Linked DNA regions of Mus musculus: all the other regions are linked to region 2. A link is a contact called in public HiChIP or PLAC-seq and Micro-C data. All regions are on one chromosome and are shown on one strand. Each heading gives the region's core, a stretch centred on a gene start, on an enhancer-like site or on the middle of the called end of the contact. The rest is flanking DNA. Distances are from core to core; before and after follow the strand shown.

Region 1 (3,136 bases), core at 23-2,522, 160 kb after region 2:
CTGGCTCCTGGCAGAGGAGGCCAGGTGAAGGGCTGGGGAGACCCGGGACACTCCAGGCTTCTCCTCCCCTCCCCTCCTCTCCCCTCCACGCATGGCTGGGACCACAGGTGTGGCCTGGAAGGTGACCTCTCCAACATAACTGTCCATAGCCAGCCCCATCCTAGGGACTGATAAACACTGCGTCTAGATCCCTTCACCCCTTGACTAATAGAATAGTAGCCAGACCAGGGCCAGAGCATCCGCCTTTCACCTTGGTGGAGGGGGCCTGATGGTGGTGGCTTCCAGCTGCACTTGCAAGAACCCCTTGTGTTCAGGAGGGTGCTCACCGGCTGTCTTTCCGCCTGTGTTTGCCCTCAGGTGTTCTTACTCCCTGCTCTTGTTTGCTTTGTGGTCTTAGGCAAGTCACCAAACCTCTCTGGTCTCTCCCCAGAATGATCCTTTCTTACCAGTGTAGGGACCTCTCTGAGCCCCTCCCATGCCCAGGCACCAGCAGCCGTGGGGTGGGGGCTCTCAGCTTCCTGGGAAGTTTAGAAATGTGGGTGTCTGTGCCGTCACTATCGGAACTGTTCTGTAGCTTGTACAGGAAGGACTGGAAACTGCATGATAGCGACCGGGGAAACTGAGGCCTGGGCCTAGCGCCCTGAATGTTCCTCCTTTACAGAATCCTGGGGCCGGGCCAGCAATGAAGCATGACCCCTAAGCTGTTGGCTCCGCTTGCCCTTGACCCTGAGAGGGGATGGGAGAGGCTGAAGATGCCAGCCCCGCCCCCCTTCGCAGCTGCCTCGGAGGCCTGGAGCCTGGCGTCTGGACCGGGGAGGCCCCAGAGCCACTGCAAATCTGGTCCAGCTGGGGGATTAGAGGCATCTGGCTCGGTTACACCAGAGAAACAAAGGCGGCTGCAGCCTTTATCTAGGGGAAGTGGGGGGTTGCCCGTGTGCCTTGCGGGGGACCTAGACAGACCTCGGACATGGACCCAGCTGGCCCCATGCACCCCAGGTCCCCAAGAGGTAACCGCATACCTCTGGAAGGGGGCGTGCAAGGAGAGGTGGGGACAGGATGGGGCCTCTGCTCGCAGCTGGCTCTGCTGGAAGAACAGGGACACCCCCACCTCCCCAGGCCAGGAAACATCCAATAAAACAGTCTTCATCGGCCCACCCCGCCCTCCAGATTGCAAAGGGCGTGGTCTTGAGAGAGGAGGGGCGTGGTCCCACAGCAGCCAAGGCCAAGGCCGTGGGGTGCGGTTCTGGGCGTGGGCAGCCCCCTGGCCCTCTCCCAGACCACGCCCCGACCACGCCTCTTCCCCAGCGCGGTGCCAGGCGTTGAGGCGCCGCCGGTGCGCGGCTTGCTGGAGCCAGGCGCTGACCTTATTAGCGCGGGGCAGCTGCTTGTGAGGCACATCTGGCGGCGCTGGCCTGGCGCTACCTTCCAGGAATGCTGGCAGCATCTGGGGCCGCCGGCGCCCCCTCCGGCGCCGGCCCGGGCCGCGGCCCCCGGATTTCCCGGCCCCTCCCGGCTCCTCCTGGCCTGGGGCCTGCCAGGGGCTGGGCCTGTAAGAGGGCTACTCTCCCTGGATGTTGCGAGACTCCCCCACCCCCGCGAACCCCGTAGCAGATAGTGGGGAAACTGAGGCTTGAGAGGGAGACAGTGCCTGATCCGTGGCTTGTTGTCACCCGCATATCCTATGCGTGGCTCTTTGAGGACATGTTCTGGCCCAGGGCGGAGCAATGATGAAGAAAGGAAGAAGCGTGACCCACACCCACCAACTGCTCCTGGGACTCTGGAGGCCACCATCTGTGTTCCTGGACCAGACCCTGTTCCTTCCTAGCTTTATGACTTGGCCCTGTGAGCTCACTGAGCCCAGACCCTGTCCCTTCCTAGCTGTGTGACCTGGTTCTGTGATCTTACCTCCCAGGGTCTTGAAGCGTCACTGGTTGGGTGAGAACCGAGTGCAGCTTACAAGCTGCACAGGGGGCGCTCACAGCCACGTGTGGAGGCCAGGGCTTTGGGCCAGGCAAGACGAGCGAGCAAGACAGCTACAGTGTTTCAGATCAGAGATCCCACGAGTACCCAGACCTGGGTCAGGGAGCCCCACAGCGCTTAGTCACCAGAACCACTTGTGGAAGCCAAAACTTTGGGGTGGGACAGCGGAATACTTGAAGGTTCGGGAGAAGATTTGCTGAGGAGAGTTCAGGCTCTTTGAGCCTTGAGACCCCAAGGGAGCGACTACCCTGTAACTTTAACTATGCAGTACTGAGATCTGGAATACTGAGAGTCCCCTACTCCTTGGGGATCCTGAAGTGTCTCTTCCCTCCTCCTGACAGACTTTTCTGGAGACAGCTTGAAAGAGCAGTCACTAGGCCCTGGGAAGAGGGGGCAGAAGACCTGGTTCCAAGTCGAGGAATAGCGAAGCTGGTGCGGCCCGCTGCACACTGTAGGGCTGCCTCTGAGGCTGGAGGGTGGATGAGGCTGGACTCCTAGGAAGGGAGTTGGGAAAGAACACTAAGTTGTTCAAATGCTCGCCTGTAAGGGCAGGAGTGTTATGTTTGAAGTACCGGGGAGCCATCACAATTGAGGAAATCAAGAATGGGGGTCAGTGGTCTGTCCACTTCTCCAACCCAAGTGCCTTGTGGGTAGGAGCTCCTGCTAGTTACTCAAAGGCATGGGTAGATCCACTACATAGTCTAAGGGCCAGAGTTCTTTTCCTGGGCGGACCTTAGAGAACTGGTTGTGACCATCTGGCCGAGGAAAGATGGGATAGGTGGTAGAATTAAGCCCCGGAGCGTTCCTTGCCAGGTCGGGGGCCAGGGGACACTAGCTTGCTGTGCCCTCCCTCTCAAGGCCTCCCGCCAGCATCTGCTGCCTGCTTCCTCCCACCCCCAACCGTTGTTTGTTTTTCTTCCAGAATGTTCCGCCTCCCACCCAGGCAGGCATCCAAGCAGGGGTTGCTGTTCAGCAGACACCCACCCTCCACACGCCGTCCACACGCCGATGTCTCCGAATTTGGGGGTTGGGGGAGTATCAGCCTTAGTCATGCTCCATGAGGGGACATAGCAGAGTAAGGAGAGCCCGTATACCCCTGTCCTGGACCTTCTGCCCCATTCTGTCCCCAGCTGTACCTATTTTCCTTTGTCCTATG
Region 2 (3,078 bases), core at 27-2,526:
TGAGGAGAAGTAGAGTTCCTCAATATGGAATGGGATCCCTTAGTGACTACATTTGTCTTCAGTGCTCCCCAACAGCTGTCTAGGTGAGGTCAGGGTTACAGAACTTGGTACCTAGTGCCATCTTCCTTCTCTGAAACAGGGGAGGGTTCCTTTAGCCCCGGCACTGTCCCCTCACATTCTACAACTTTTCTGAGCCTTATCTATAGTCTGTTGGACTCTGTTCAGAGCAGCTGTCCTTAGTGTCCACACAAGGATGAGGGCTAGCACCCACCCTTTCCCTCCAGAGCTGGCACCAAGTTCTCACACGCAGACGTCTAGGTGTGAGACCTTCTCCTGGGGTGGCCACGTGTCCCTAAACTTTCCAAGAACTTTAGCTCCCAGCCTTTCCTAAGGCTCTCTTAAACTTTCCCAAGAAGCCTTAGTTGGACAGATCTTCCCATCTGTTGTCAGCAAAGGGCAGGTGCTCGGTTACCACCATCTATATCATCTTCCTGATTGGCAGAACTCCAGCCCCCTGCCTAACCCTCAGGACTTCAGAAAAATCCCAGAAGTTCGGCCTTGGTTTTCTTTAGTTTTCCTTTTCCTCCCTGGTGCTGGGCATGGGAGTCAGGACCTTGACCACTCAGAGGCAGTGACCCGCCCCTGAGCTCCACCCCCCAGCCTCTTTGTTATTTCTTTATTGAAGAGATGTGGGAGAAGCTGAATGGCTGGACGTTGTGCTTACTCCTATTTATGAAAAGAGCCAAATCTACTGGCCTCTTAAAGACACGCCTTTCGGAAGACAAACGGGACTCAGCTGGCCACTCGCGCCTTCAAAGGCGTGTGGGTCCACGGGACCTACGCTGGGACTCTGCTACCCCAGGCCAGACCAGCCTCGAGGGTCACCTTCCTCTCCCAAACCACTTTTGCGCGCAAAAACGCCGCGACCTAGTCATCCTCTGCTGGAACTCTGTTCCTGAGCGAACCCGCGCGGCTGTCGGGAGGCGCAGGGACTAAGGGGCGCTCCCGCGCCTGCGTACAGGAGCTGAGCGAGGCCCGGCGCTCCCAGCAAAAGTGACAGCTCGCGAGTCACGTGGTGCTCTGGAGGCGTGGCTCCCGGCTTGCTCCAGAGAACTCGTACGTCACGCGGGGGAGGAGGGTGGGACTGGGCGTGGCGCCCCCTGTTGACTGACAACTCTCTCCGCGACACATCCAAAGGGCCCGACTGCTCGCGCGTCACGTGCACCTAAAGGGGCGGGGCGCTCCCGCTGACTGACAGCCCGCTCCGCCGCGCCTCAGAAGGACCCGGCACGGCTGGTCGCGCGGTGCATCCGCGGCAGCTGCAGACCCGACGGCGTCCTGCCCGCCCCCCTGCCCGGTCCCGCGGGCCGCCGCGGCGAGAGGGCCTCGGGCTGCGGTGCTGCGCTCGCGAGGGGCTGTGCGGCGTGGCTGCGCCGGGACCGGTGAGGAGGGGTCGCTGGCGGCGTGGGCGGGTCGGCTGGACGGCCGGTGCGGCGGGCAGGGCTGTCATTCTGCTGGTCTCAGTGGAGGGCCGCGAGCTGCTCAGAGGCCACGACCGCGCCGGAGCGGGCTGGGAAGGCTCGGACCCCGAGGCCGCTTCTAGGATTTGGGAAGACTCGGACCCAGTCATGCACGGGTCTGCGCTCGCCCGGAGTTGCAGGGTTGATGAGACGTGGGAAGGTGACAAGGGGAGGAGGAAGCAGGCTCGGCGGTCCAGTCCAGTGCCGCACACGGGTGCGACCTACGGAGTGAGCGGGAGCGCGGCTCTGCCGGCGCAGGTGCGCTGGCACGGGCTGGGCCCCCGACGTGGAGCTGTCCCGGTGGTGAGTCAGAGGTAGAGGTGAGCTGGCAGCTGGCAGGCCGGGCTACCCTCGCCCCAGCTGGGATCCAGCCTGTAACCCGATGCTGAGGTTCTGATTCATTCCCTTCGATCTGCCTCCCTCCCAAATCCTGAAAGCAGGACAGCGACACAGCATGAACCCCAAGACAGGGCAAAGAGGCTCGGGCATTAGTGAGCCGCATCCCTTCCCTCTTTTCCACACTGTGGTCAGAAGTAGGGATGTTTAGGCCTTTGAGGACCAAGATGGCAGATAAGCTGTTTTGACGGGCTCCGTGGAAAAAGTTGACACCTGGGATTTTCTTTTCCCCTCAAACACTGGTGATTTCTGGTTGGTGATGATGAGCTAGCTCAGTCTCTGTTGCAATCCAGAAGTTTCTTGGGATGGTTGTCTTTTGGATGGTCTGTGTCAGCTCATGTGGAGTGGACTCCTATCTCTTGAGAATGTCACAAGTATACGCGCATCACAAATCTTAAAGAAATTGAAGTGAGTTATCTCCGCAGATGCTAAATGCATTCTATCTTCATGGCAATGTTTGTTTCTTCCAAGGTAAGTGGTTTTAGAATAACCCCAAATGGCGCTGAGGGAGCTTCTCTGAGGACAGCCTCCCAACCCCCTGCGCCCCTAGAGAGCTATTGAGTGGGCAAGTCATGTGAATACCCCGGCTTTCTTTCCTTTTCTCCCTTCTTCGTCTTCCTTTCACAAGCGGAAAGTCATCGAGTTAAAAGGAAACGTCAAGGGGCTGAAGAGACGGTTCAGCCAGCCCTTGAGAGCATATTCTGATCTTTGAGAGCTCCAGAGTTCAGTTCCCAGCACCCACCTCAGGGGGCTCCCAGCCACCTGTAACCCTAGCCTCACAGAATCTGATGCTCTTTTCTCGCCTCCTCAAGCCCCTAGTCACACGCATACAAAAAAGTTAAACAATAAAAACAACTAAAAAATGAAATTTCAAAAGCCAGATGCAATGGTATAGACTTGTACTTACTATTAGTACTCCAGAAGCGGAGAAAAGAGTGTCATGGGTTCAAGGTCACCCTGGGCGGTATAACAAGACCACGTCTAAAGAGAGGAATGGAAAGCTGAATGACACCCCACTTCAGGATGACAATAGGAGAATGACTTCTCCTGTCACTCGGTTCTCTTGCTTTGGTAGCTTCCAGAGTACTTTCAACAGGATCTCCTTGTTCATCTCCACCATTAATTTGGGAGTGGCAAGTATCATTCCTCCTGTGACACAGAT
Region 3 (3,005 bases), core at 171-2,670, 220 kb after region 2:
GAGAGGCAGGAACCTCCAGCAAGTGATCTAGCATCTCTGTTTCTTGGTCGCCCTGTGCATGCAATGGAGGTCACTTCTAGAACTGAATAAGGGCGTGGCACCCAGATACTGTGGGGGGTCCAGTCATCTGAAGCTGATCTTGCCTGGCCATCTTGCCTCCAGCCTCCTATGTGCTGCCGACCACAGAACAGCCCATGCTCCATTGTTCACAGACCTGCAGTGGGGTGGGTGGGGTGGGTGAGGCTAGGTGGGACCACCTGTGGAGGCCTCTGCCTGGGGCTGGAAGAACCGCTTCCAAGATGGCAGAGTGGCTAGCAACATGGTGGGGCCTCTTGCCAACTTGTTCTATGGCTTGTGGGTCTGGTTTACTCTTCCTGCCTCCTCCCTCTAGGCAGTTGGGGTTCCTGGTTTGTGGAGCCCCAGAACCAAAGTCATCACAGTCAAGAGCCAGATACAGAAGTCACAACATTAGCCCCTTCCTCTTCCAGACACTGTGCCGTCTGTGCCATTGCCCTAGAAAGTTCTGGAAGGGTACACGGGACGGGAATTTCTTTTTTTTCTTTTTTTCTTTTTCTTTTCTTTTTTTTTTTTTTTTTTTTTTGTGGTGGTGGGGTTTCAAGACAGGGTTTCTCTGTATAGCCCTGGCTGTCCTGGAACTCACTTTGTAGACCAGACTGGCCTCAAACTCAGAAATCTGCCTGCCTCTGCCTCCCAAGTGCTGGGACTAAAGGCATGCGCCACCACACCCACCCAGATGGGACAGGATTCTGACTAGCTTGGTCTGGCTCACATTTCCTTTGTTCTTTCCCTGTGAGCCCAGGGGTCAAGGTTGGATGGCTAGGTGCAGGTTCTCTGATCCTGGCCATTCTTCCTGTCATTCTACGAATTTACAGAATGTGGGTCACTCACTCACCCTCTGGGTTGACGTTGAGGAAGGATGGCATCCTGAGAAGGTGCCCAGTTGTTTGTTGTCACCTAGCTGGGGTCACTGGCCACACTTGGGTCCAGTGGCTGTGATTAGAGGGATCCCCAGATTTTCGGTCTCCCTTTTATGATGACTGCACAGGGTGACTCTCAGCAAAAAACTGACTCTTAGTTTGTGCTTGACTGCTCTTAGCTGAAGGGTGTCCAGTGGCCAGGGTCTTTGCTTGCCTGAGCAGGAGGCACTAGAATGCTCTTGCCCAGGAAGGGGAAGGCCTGGGGAACCTTGTGGCCTGGGAAGGGAGAGAGAGGCTAGCGGAGGGAAGAGGGAGGGGGAGGATTGCAGGAAGGGAGGCCTCCCCTCCACCCACCTTCCTGAGGTACCCCCACTGCAGGAAGAACCAGCCGAGTCAGATAAAGGCCCAGCAGGGGCCAGAGGAGGCTTTCCCACAAAGGAAGCTGAGAGGAGGCCTTTCTCTCTTGCCTCCGCACTCCAAGGGCCTTTCAAGCTATTCAACGCCTCCAAATGGGTGGGCGGGGCCTCTGCCTCCCAAGCAGCCCCAAGGCACATCCATTTATTTAAAAGGAAAAAAAAAAAAAAACCCACACACATCTTGTTCTAGAATATTCTGCCACAGAGTGCCTTTTTTTTCCTCTCTGGGTCCTGCTGTGTCTGGGAGGAGGGGAGCTTGAGACCTGAAAGCTGCCCTGTGGTAGCTGTCCCTTGTTGGAGTCAACAGCTCCCTCCGGGGACCTCCTGTAGCTGATTGGATGAGTTCTGCCCCAGACTGCCCAGTGCTCCTAGCTGTTGCCACCCCCAGCTTGTGGGGGGGAGGAACGGTTGTTCCAGGCTGTAGAATTAGCTTGTGCCCTCTGGTCTGCAGCCCCTGAGTATTGCATGTTTTAGTGGCCTCTGCCCCCTGCCTGAGTCCCGAGGGACAGCCCTCCCTTAAGTATGGAGATGTTGCCAGCTCTGAGATTGGCCAGCCCCACCCGCTAAGGAGGTTTCATTTCCCCTAACACGGACCTGGCAGTGCCATCAGTCTGGAGCGAGGTATCACGCTTGACCCAGGCCTGGAGTCTGTGGGCTCCAGGGTCCTGGCGGGGCTCAGTAAGAAGCCCTGGGGGCACTGCTAGCCTGGTGAGGCAGGAGTGGCTGGCGGTGCCAGGCTCATTAGCCCGCCTGCAGAGGGGATTAGGGAGCCAGCCCGCCGGGCTGCAGTTATTAAAGGCTCCGTGCTAGGTAAACACCAGGCGCTTCCTTACAGAGCCGCACCTGCTAATTAGAGGGCAAGGAGCTTATTAAAACAGTAACTCTGGGGAATGCCCAGCAAGGAGGAGGGAAGAGTGACGTTTGGGGACAGAGGGCAGGAGGCTGGGGCAGAGGGGGTAGGAGGTGGGAGGGAGACCCTCCCTCTCTGGAGGCTGAAGATATAGAAGCCCCTGCTTTCTCCATCTCTCCCCAGGCTGTTGGCTTTTGGGACCCATGTGTCCTTCCCGGTGACAGTGATTGTGGGTTACATACGATGTCCAAAGGCCATCTGTGTGAGGTCGGGCAGGGCCCCCCCGTATCCATGTCCGGATCCCCAGGGCCGCGAGAAGGACAGTGTGCAGATGGCCCACAAGATTACACTGGGCTGGTGAGGTGGGGGGAGGGGTGGAGACAAAGGGGAGGCGGCAGGCATAGAATGGAACTTCAGATCTGTGATAATGGACTTGTGGGGTGGGAGAGGCAGCCACTGGGGACAATCCTCTCTGGAAGCCAAGACGATAAAGCAGGTGACCCCCCGGGCAGTGGGGAGGCCAGCCCTGCCAAGCCTGAGATTTCAGCCCCTAAGATCCAGTCAGAAAGAGGTCTGGTATGTTTCTGAGCCTCTAGATTTGGGGTCATTTATTACAGCAGCCATGGGCAGCAAGTATCTTGGAAAGCTACCTAGTTGCTTCTGGCAAAAGTCCTGCCCTCCACCTGTGAACCCTGCACCCCACCTCAGAACCCCCCACATCCTCGGGGCTCCTTTTCACATTCAGAGTCCCTCACCCACACTCGGAGCCCTCACCCACACTTGGAGCCTCTCACCCATACT

The links. A called contact is a pair of places that touch in the nucleus more often than the background predicts. HiChIP or PLAC-seq counts read pairs in DNA pulled down with a chosen protein or histone mark.
Region 1: a contact with region 2 is called in a FOXA1 HiChIP or PLAC-seq map of pancreatic cancer cells. The contact joins the enhancer-like site here to the promoter of 6430548M08Rik in region 2. A contact is called at or near these places in 1 of 39 promoter capture datasets (liver), 5 of 484 Hi-C or Micro-C datasets (the HL-1 cell line, the N1E-115 cell line, embryonic stem cells and 2 more), 2 of 115 datasets of contacts at active chromatin or transcription factors (embryonic stem cells and pancreatic cancer cells) and 2 of 9 other capture datasets (adipose tissue and pancreatic islet).
Region 3: a contact with region 2 is called in a Micro-C map of embryonic stem cells, with 2.9 times the contacts expected there. The contact joins the enhancer-like site here to the promoter of 6430548M08Rik in region 2. A contact is called at or near these places in 1 of 39 promoter capture datasets (liver), 1 of 484 Hi-C or Micro-C datasets (embryonic stem cells) and 2 of 115 datasets of contacts at active chromatin or transcription factors (microglia and pancreatic cancer cells).

Annotation. Positions count from the first base shown.
Region 1 is chr8:120,275,334-120,278,469 of GRCm38.p6, forward strand. It overlaps a transcript of Gse1 not described here. Among named protein-coding and RNA genes, the nearest start is that of A330074K22Rik, 49 kb to the left of the region's middle. Within about 2 kb of position 1,273, at least 278 of the 459 cell types and tissues checked have an H3K27ac peak or open chromatin away from gene starts, as enhancers often do. A contact at or near this core is called in the HL-1 cell line, the N1E-115 cell line, embryonic stem cells and 4 more, where this site is marked.
Region 2 is chr8:120,112,876-120,115,953 of GRCm38.p6, forward strand. It overlaps 6430548M08Rik (RIKEN cDNA 6430548M08 gene), which reads left to right and starts at 1,277. Exons shown (of 13, transcript NM_172286.4): 1 at 1,277-1,442.
Region 3 is chr8:120,333,666-120,336,670 of GRCm38.p6, forward strand. It overlaps Gm32968 (a long non-coding RNA gene), which reads left to right. Exons shown (of 3, transcript XR_388103.3): 2 at 2,388-2,561. It also overlaps a transcript of Gse1 not described here. Among named protein-coding and RNA genes, the nearest start is that of Gm32968, 7.5 kb to the left of the region's middle. Within about 2 kb of position 1,421, at least 170 of the 459 cell types and tissues checked have an H3K27ac peak or open chromatin away from gene starts, as enhancers often do. A contact at or near this core is called in embryonic stem cells, where this site is marked.